Regions from separate parts of the Sus scrofa genome. Here all the other regions are linked to region 3. A link is a contact called in public Hi-C and HiChIP or PLAC-seq data. All regions are on one chromosome and are shown on one strand. Each heading gives the region's core, a stretch centred on a gene start, on an enhancer-like site or on the middle of the called end of the contact. The rest is flanking DNA. Distances are from core to core; before and after follow the strand shown.

Region 1 (2,700 bases), core at 123-2,622, 42 kb after region 3:
GCAAGGGCACAGGTTTGATCCCCTGCCTGGCACAGTGGGTTAAGGATCACCACACCGTGCCATGCCTGGCACAGTGGTTTAAGCTATGGCCACAGCTGCAGCGTGGGTCCCAGGTGAGTCTCAGATTTGATCCCTGGCCCAGGAACTTCCACATGACAAAGGGTGGCCAAAAAGGAGGCAGGGGAGGGAAAAACTCAAAAGACCTAACTCGACTCCCCACTCCCCAACTTACTACTCATGTAACCTTGGATATAGCACCTAACACTTCGGTGCCCTCAATTCTAAACTGAAAAAGAGAATTCCTTCCTGACAGAATTGTCAGGAGAAAGATAGGACATTTAAAGAAAACGGACAAGTGCCTGGGATGCTACGAGCAGGTAATCACTCAAAGATGTTGGCTCTCACTGTTATTAGCAAGATCTGAGCAGCCTAGAGACTGGGATTTACCTAATACCCTATTTTTATTTTTTTATTATTACCATCATTTATTTTTTGGCCGAACCCAGTGGTATTTGGAAGTTCCCAGGCCAGGGATCAAACCTGAACCACCCAAGCCACAGCAGTAATAACCGCTTAACCGCTAAACCACCAGGGAACTCCAAATACCCTATTTTTAGTTAGATCCAAACAATCCGGTTTATATCAAAAAGGGATGGAAATGCTATAAAACTGGGTTGTGATGATCATCGTATAACTATAAATGTAATAAAATTCATTGAGTTAAAAAATTTTTTTAAAAATTTTAAAGTGTTTTGCCCAGCCTGTGGGGTCTCCCTCGCTGTCTGGACCCTCCAACCCACTCACCTGGGCCAGTTGGTCCTCAGCCAAGACAGTCCCTCGCTCCTTATACTTGGCCTGTCAGACAAAGAAACAAGCATGAGTTCAGAAAGTGGGTGCTGAAGGCTCCCACTTGTACTGTCTCCGCAAAGGTATGAAAAGAGGAGCGTCTCGCAAATGGGTTTTCCTAGGGAGAGGGAGTCAGGAAGTAGAACAGACACGTCTGGAGCCAAATTGCGCGAAGTGAGGGAAAGGGCTGATGGATCTGGGGATGCTGACGTTCCAAGCCACCGGAAGCTAGAGAAACTCAGTTCTCCAGGACCAGAGAAGCCCACGTCAGATGCTACTGGGAGGCGATTTGAGGGTATAGAGCTCTGCTTGGAGAGACTTCTGTCTCCCGCGGGTCAGGTGTGGCTGCGGGCCCGCCTCCTTCCACTCACCTCGGCAAGCTTCTTCTTGGCGATGGCGCCAGCGCCCACCCCGCGGCGGTGCATCCCCGCCGTGGCCCGCAGGCCACCCAGCTGCCGGGACCCCGGGTCTCCGCGTCCCGGGATCCGCCGCCGGCTCCCCCGACGCGGAAGCGCGGGTCGTGCGTCATCTCCGCGCGCCGGAAGCTACGCCCGAACTTCCGGTCGCGGGGGTCGACCTGTCTCACAGTCAGGGGCCCAACAGCCCCGCCCCTCGCTCCCGCAGGGATACGGAAAACTCCTTGTGGCCGGGTGCTCCCCACCTACGTGCACTTTTCGGACCCTCTCGACTTCCTGCGACTGTCCTCTACTGCCACCCTCCGTCTGCTGGCAGTCTGCTGTGTGCCACGCCCTGAGTTGGGCACCGAGGGTTCCAAAATGAGCATAAAACAATCTGTTCTATGCCATTGGAGCCCACCCTGAATCACACTTAGAGCTTGTGACTGGGGAAGGCGTTACAGTTAAAAACTCTATATTGAGTTAGATTACCTCGTTCCGTAGGTCTCTTTCCCTACATACAGTGCAGTCATTTCAGGCATATTCTTTGATCTCTTGTATTCCATTTTCCAGATTGCGAAAGAGTCATACCTATTCAAAATTGTGAGAATTAAGCCAAAAAATATAAAACAAAGCATTTAGTGCAATGCCTGGTACATAAATGAATTTCAGCTATGTTTGTTTCATCAGATCTAGAGATGAATCAGTCATCTGTGTGTTTAGGAAGCTCCATAAGTGACTTCCATAGCATTGTTGAGTCCAACAACAACAAAAAAGGATCTAATGGAGGTTTCTTAAACCAGGGGGTAATAATACCAAGTTTTCGTTATAGAAGAATTAATGGCAATCTAGGCTTCATTTTAAGTCAGTTGTAGCAATCCAATGTAGAAATGATGAGGACCAGAACTAAGATAGTGTAAGGCTAGAGAGAATGGGACAAATTCAAGACGTGTTAAGAAGGTAGAATGGTGAAATTGGTAAAACAAGAGCAGAGCTGATGGGAAAAGTTAGCAGGATGATCAATTTCCTGGCTTGGGCAACACAGTGGTGCGGTTCAGAAAGAGGGTGGGAAGAGACCACAGGATGAAGTCAGGGAAATAATTAAGAGTGGTTTCAAAAATGTTGAAATTGAGGTTTGTGGGACATCACAGGAAAGAATTGTCATTCAATGTACTGGTATGACATTCACAGAGAACTGGGCTGGGCTACAGATCAAGGTGAAATCATGAATGTGAATAAAGTTACCAGAGAAGTTTCAAGAAAAAGGACAAAAAAAAGGCTGGAAGCAGAGATTGGTGGCAGGATACTTAATTGTCACTTGGGCCCTTGACGGATGTTGGAGCAATGAGCCCAATGAATATGGGTCCCTGAGGATTTCATGGAGCAAGCTGTCACACCAGCCCTGGGCTGCCTGCATCTGGATGTTTATGAGAAAGAGAAATAATTGTTTATCTTTCTA
Region 2 (2,972 bases), core at 260-2,759, 61 kb before region 3:
TTTAGGAAGTTCTTAAAATGAACAATGGATTTATTAGCATTTTTAACTTCCAGGCAAGTGTGTTAATAGCTGTCGTTTATGTAGACAGTAAGGTGTGTGTGGAGGAGGTGTCAGTTCTCGGTGCTTTTAAAAAAGCTGATGAGTGAAATGAATGGAAACATATTCAGGATTCTGAAGTTACTTATCCCTGCAGACAGAGTTTAAAAATGGAAGAGTACTATTTTGGTAGCTTAGACGATGACTTGAACTTTCAACAGAAACCCCACTCCCACCCAGGTTTACTCCCGAATTCCCAGCATCCTTTCAGTTGGGTGTCACCAGTCTTGTGAGAAGGCAGAATTAGGAGTTCCCTTCGTGGCGCAGTGGTTAACGAATCCAACTAGGAACCATGAGGTTGCGGGTTCGGTCCCTGCCCTTGCTCAGTGGGTTAACGATCCGGCGTTGCCGTGAGCTGTGGTGTAGGTTGCAGACGCGGCTCGGATCCCGCGTTGCTGTGGCTCTGGCGTAGGCTGGTGGCTACAGCTCCGATTCCACCCCTAGCCTGGGAACCTCCATATGCCGCGGGAGCGGCCCAAGAAATAGCAACAACAACAACAACAACAACAAAAAGACAAAAAAAAAAAAAAAAAAAAAGAAGAAGGCAGAATTAGGAATGCTCCTCCTCCTGCCTGAAACCTCAAGTGGCTTTAGGGCATAAGTTCGCTGGTTAGATGGCTTGGAAGAGTTTCCTTCCTGATTAACAGTTGCTGCTCCTTGGAGAAGGGGCACTTCTGAATTTAACCTTCCATAGACAGCATGTGCAGTGTCAAGAAATAATTATTCTGACAATAATACAGTAAGAGACTTTATTCAGGATTACTGCAATAGGGACATTACATTAGGGGAGAGAGACTGCACTCAACTCCAAATAAGGATAAGTGGATGGAAAATCACTAAGAAGCGACCTCAAGGATGGCGGATTGTTGCTAAACCGACTTACAGAATTGCAGTGCTGAAGGCAGGCCAGGGTTTGATGAGCTATCAAGAGTGGGGAATTTCCTCTAAACTGACTTAGCAGGATTCTTGCTGAGTTTCTTCTTACTCCAATGAGGAAGAGTGAACACTAAAGAATAACTTCTTTTTACAGGTATAATGATGAAACACGAACCTGGGCACCCAGGGGAACTATTGGGTCTCCTTGGGGGCAAGTGGGAGGCATAATTAAATGCCAAAGGGATTCTCATCTGTAAGATTCTTGATGAAGTTTTACGTGGAAACGGGAGAAAAATGAAGATGACCTCCCAAAGGTCCTTCAAACGTTTGTAGCTTTCTTGTTCAGGACTGAAAGAAATAAAAGTTAAAAAAAAAAAAAAAGAGGTAAGTCAACAGCTCGTTCTAGGGGCAGAAAGGGGCTCCCTGCAATGCGATCGCTGCTCTGGACTGGGGAAAACGTTAAGAACAGTGGAGCAGCCCGGGGGCCCTGCCAACGGAGCACTACAAGTCCCCAAAAGCACCGCGGTGGGGGCGGAGCTTCCTGACCGTTATGACGTAGTGGGCGTGGTCAGACGGGACAGCTCCTCTCGGCTTTTAGCCCCGCCCCTGTCCCCTTCCCCGCCCTGTTGCTGTTGCGCCGCGGCTGGTTGCTTCCCCCGGTGAGTCCCTGGAGTGAAAGAGGGCAATCAGGGACGGTTGGGGCCTCGCGTTCTCCGACTTTACACTTCCAGCCCTGAGAAAAGGCCCTGGGCGGGTAGAGGTGCTGCCGGTTTCGGTTTTCACCTCCTTCCATCTTTCTAGGGTGACTGTAAGTGGGAGTGGCGTCATGGAGTCCTTGGAGCCCCTCCGTCGCCTTGGAGGGTTGAAGGCAGTTTATCTCCCAAGGAGGGCAAGGTTTCAGGGTCCGGGGCGGGGTGGGCGGCTCATGAGACCGAAGGAACCTTCGGACCGGAGCGAGGGTCTTGACGTCATGACCTCTCTCGCTAGCCGAGCTTGTGCTGGTTCGTTAACCGCATGCTTGACGTCATCGCCTTCTGCTTCGTCGCCGAGGCGGGATCCTGCCCGGTCACTCGAGGCAATTTACTTTCTCTTGAGACCTCATTTTCGCTGTCCTGATCCCTGAAGTCCCCCTTTCCTTCAGTTGAGGCCATCTGTAATTGGAGGAGACGTTCTAGACAGCCGAGAAGAAAGAGCAGCTGGCGTGCGATGACTTGCTTCTTTACCATGGAGTTTTTTCCCATACTTCCTCCCCGCCGCCACCGTCCCCCCCAGTTTAATTTGGGGCCTCATTATGATTTCATATTAAATCCAGGGCATATTAACTTTTTTCCATCACTTGGATTCTTTGCTCCTGGTTGGTGTAAGCCAACAAGTGGCCATGGTTGGAGCTGAGTAGAATAGTACAAATGCTACGTATTATAACATCCCCACTATTGCGAAAACTGCTAAAAACAAAAGACTTAATACAGTAGGTCTTTGTAGATTATGTAGAACACATGATTAAGGAGTATCCAATGACACACTTTCACAGGTAGTTTCAGAGGGCCTCTACCTGAAACTACCTCTTTGCAGACATGATGGCTGTGGAGCACAAAGGACCCTGAGAGAGGTAGTCAGCGGGGGTTATGTAGCACTAACAAGTCGTCTTGTCTTTGGATTCAAATAGTACCAATAGTTAAAATTTTCTACTGTGCTTTTTATAAATGTACTACCATGCTTCCCCATTTTCTTAGATGAAAAGACAAGCTCTTTCACTTCCTTGGAATCATCATTATATGTAGCTGGAAAGCTTCTTAGAGCTTTTCTAGCCTGATCCACGCATTTTGCTGATGAGGCCTAAAAGGAGGTAGTGTGACTTGGCCAGGATCTCAGAGCTAGTCAGTAGCAGAACTAAGACAGGAACCCAGGTCCCCTGGCTCCTAGCTTAATCCCCTTTCCACTACACTTCAAGCACTGTCACTACCCATGTCACTTCGAGGATTAGCATACTCACTCTTCTC
Region 3 (2,700 bases), core at 48-2,547:
AAAGAGGATGTCTTTTAACAATCAATACAACATCATAGATCAACTATACTTCAATACAATTTAATTTTTTTAAAAAAACCACAAAAAACAAAGCCTTTCAACAAACATTGCCAAATTGCTTTCAAGAAAGGTTCTAGGGTGGTTCCTGTTGTGGCACTGCAGATTAAGACCCCAACACAGTGTTGGTGAGGGTCCAGGGTTGCCACAAACTGCACCCTAGGTCGCAGATGCAGCCCAGATCTGGGGTTGCTTGTGGGTGCTGTGGGCCTGTAGCTGCAGTTCCAATTCAACCCTTTGCCCAAGATCTTCCATATGCAACAGGTGTGGCCAAAAAAAAAAAAAAAAGGAAAAGAAAAGAAAAGAAAGGTTCTAGGCGGTGGCAATGTCACTGTTGAGGCTCAGGCTGAATTCCTGGCCTGGTAATTTCTGCATGCCTGCAGCCCCCTGCCTGCCTCCCCCCAAAAAAGTGCCTGGCTCACATTAATTTTAAAAAACTCTACTCTTTTGGTAAGAAATGCTGCATTTAAAGTTATGTTTCTTTGACTAGCTTAGTTGCACATTCTTTCCCTCAATTTACATTTTTTTAGTTCCAACTCTTTCCTCCTATCTCTATCAGATTGCTTTTGCAATACAAATATACTTAAGAACAACAACCCAGTGGTTGCTACTGCATGACTGCTCAACACTGGCAAAAACCCACAAAGGCGAGCTCGAACGTTAGCAAAGAACCTAGGCGACAGCTGGCCCTTATGTTTCATGGCGGAAACATGCCTTCCACAAATCACTAGGCGAAAATTACTGCAAAGGCGTTGGCTCTCCCAGTCTGGGGAGGAACGTCTCGCGGGATCTCAATCGCCCTTGGAACCTCTGACGCGACTACAAGACCCAACATGCAACGCGCCTCCAGGCCCTCGTTCTCGAATGAAGGCTAAGGTCCAAGGTCATGTGTCTATCTGCGTAAGGCGTCCGGTCATCTCTCCCACGCCTTTTTCTGCAGCTTTCCACCTTGGCCGCCATTTTGTGCGGGAGGCAATGGAACCTGAGTCCCTCGACTCTATGGTCCGCAATTCAGAGATCGTCCAATCGGAAGCCAGACCTTGAAGGAAAACCCCGCCTCTACCCGCAGGGAGGCGGGAACTGCCACGAAGCTCCTGTGGAGAGAGAGGAAGGCGCTACAGGAAACCAATGAGAAGGGAGGAATCTAAGATGTTAGCCAATGAGGGTGCGAGAGGATTGCGGCCAATGAGAGTAGGGGGACCCCCGGACACGTGGGTGGGGGCGCTGAGTGCTGAGTCCTACAGCTAAAGCCGGGAGGTGAGTCAGTCACCTTGAGCCGGGCGAGCGCTGTGTTCCAAGCCGGGGCAGCGGGGCAGTGAGAGTGCAGGTGACTTGGGGCCGAAAGCCAGTACTTGGCAGGGCTGTGGCCGGGTTGTGTGGAGGGGCATTTGCCCCTAGGGCCGGGAAAGGCGACGAGCCTCTATAGCCTTAACAATTAATGTTAATTACCAACCGTAATGGGTAACTGCCCTGGTTTAAGCGGACTGTGGACAGCTGTGTAAAATTAGGCAGACTCTGAACGGCATCTGCCCAGCTTTAACGTCCAGTCTTCCCCGGAGACCATCCTCTTGGGATAGCATTTCCCTCCTGGGCCGGGCCTCCTTCCTGTACTTCCGATTTCCATGACCTTCCTTTGCAGACCTGTCGCGCTGAAAGTGGTGGACCGGGAATTCGCCCAGTCCTTCTGACCTCTAATGTTCTCCTCAGCTGGTGCACCATTCGAGGAAGAGCGTGGTCCAGGGAGGACGGGCGGGGTGAAGGGGACGACCGAAGGTCGCCACTATAAGCAAACCACCAGGGTGCCAGTGGATTTTTTCTTTTTTCTCTGCAGACAGAAAAAATGCAAACCACCGGGGCGCTACTCATTTCTCCTGCTCTGGTAAGCTTGTGGCTCCGGGGTGCCCTGTAACGCCAGGTAGAGCCATCAGCGTTTAATGAATGAACTGAGAGGAGCTTGGCATCCTGCTGTTGTTGCCCCTTTAGGGAAGCTGTAGGATGTGATGCAGTTAACCTTTGATTATTTGGGCCTGTAAACCAAATTGTCTTGGCTTTGGAATGTGGTCAGAATCTGGATCTGACCTTTTTACTCCTTGTCTGACTTATAGCTAGACAGCCCACTGAAGCAGTGATTCTCAGCTTTGGCTGTACATTGGAATGGGGTAGCTTTTAAATAGTCTAACGCCCAGACTACCCCCCGTGGGGTGGAATCTATACATTTGTTTTGTTCTGTTTTTTGGAACTCCCGAGATGATGTGAATGTTAAGCCATGTTTGAGAACGGCTACGTTGTATTTGTTGAAATTTTTAAGAAAACTGTTGCAGGAGTCTTTGCTTAGGTGACTGTTTCAGGAGCCTTACCAGGCTCACTGGCCCACTCCATTCAGGGTGTGTAACCGTGATTGCATTTTTAGCAAAGTAAGATTTTCCTCTTTTGATTCATTTGGTGATCTGGGTACAAACCCTTCCTGTACTTGGTTTGATACTAGTGTGCGGTGTTTTGCGTGTGTTTGTTTTTGGGTTTTTTTGGTCCCTTCTGAGATACTGATTAAGTGCTGTGCCCACAGAAGTGAACCTCCTTACCTGGGAAGGTAAATGGGAAGGTTGCCACTGCTGATGACACCCTGGTCTCAGGACAGCCCTCTCT

The links. Hi-C and Micro-C count contacts between places; a contact is called where the count stands out from the background. HiChIP or PLAC-seq counts read pairs in DNA pulled down with a chosen protein or histone mark.
Region 1: a contact with region 3 is called in a Hi-C map of liver, with 6 times the contacts expected there. The contact joins the promoter of SNF8 here to the promoter of ATP5G1 in region 3. A contact is called at or near these places in 1 of 5 promoter capture datasets (liver), 5 of 47 Hi-C or Micro-C datasets (blood, heart right ventricle, liver and 1 more) and 2 of 2 datasets of contacts at active chromatin or transcription factors (alveolar macrophages and skeletal muscle).
Region 2: a contact with region 3 is called in an H3K27ac HiChIP or PLAC-seq map of alveolar macrophages. The contact joins the promoter of CALCOCO2 here to the promoter of ATP5G1 in region 3. A contact is called at or near these places in 3 of 47 Hi-C or Micro-C datasets (liver and skeletal muscle) and 2 of 2 datasets of contacts at active chromatin or transcription factors (alveolar macrophages and skeletal muscle).

The regions. Positions count from the first base shown.
Region 1 is chr12:25,151,475-25,154,174 of Sscrofa11.1, forward strand. It overlaps SNF8 (vacuolar-sorting protein SNF8), which reads right to left and starts at 1,373. Exons shown (of 8, transcript XM_003358083.4): 1 at 1,218-1,373; 2 at 805-855. The coding sequence starts at 1,271.
Region 2 is chr12:25,048,499-25,051,470 of Sscrofa11.1, forward strand. It overlaps CALCOCO2 (calcium-binding and coiled-coil domain-containing protein 2), which reads left to right and starts at 1,510. Exons shown (of 13, transcript XM_003131552.4): 1 at 1,510-1,631.
Region 3 is chr12:25,109,520-25,112,219 of Sscrofa11.1, forward strand. ATP5G1 (ATP synthase, H+ transporting, mitochondrial Fo complex subunit C1 (subunit 9)) reads left to right here and starts at 1,298. Exons shown (of 5, transcript NM_001025218.2): 1 at 1,298-1,384; 2 at 1,889-1,936. The coding sequence starts at 1,898.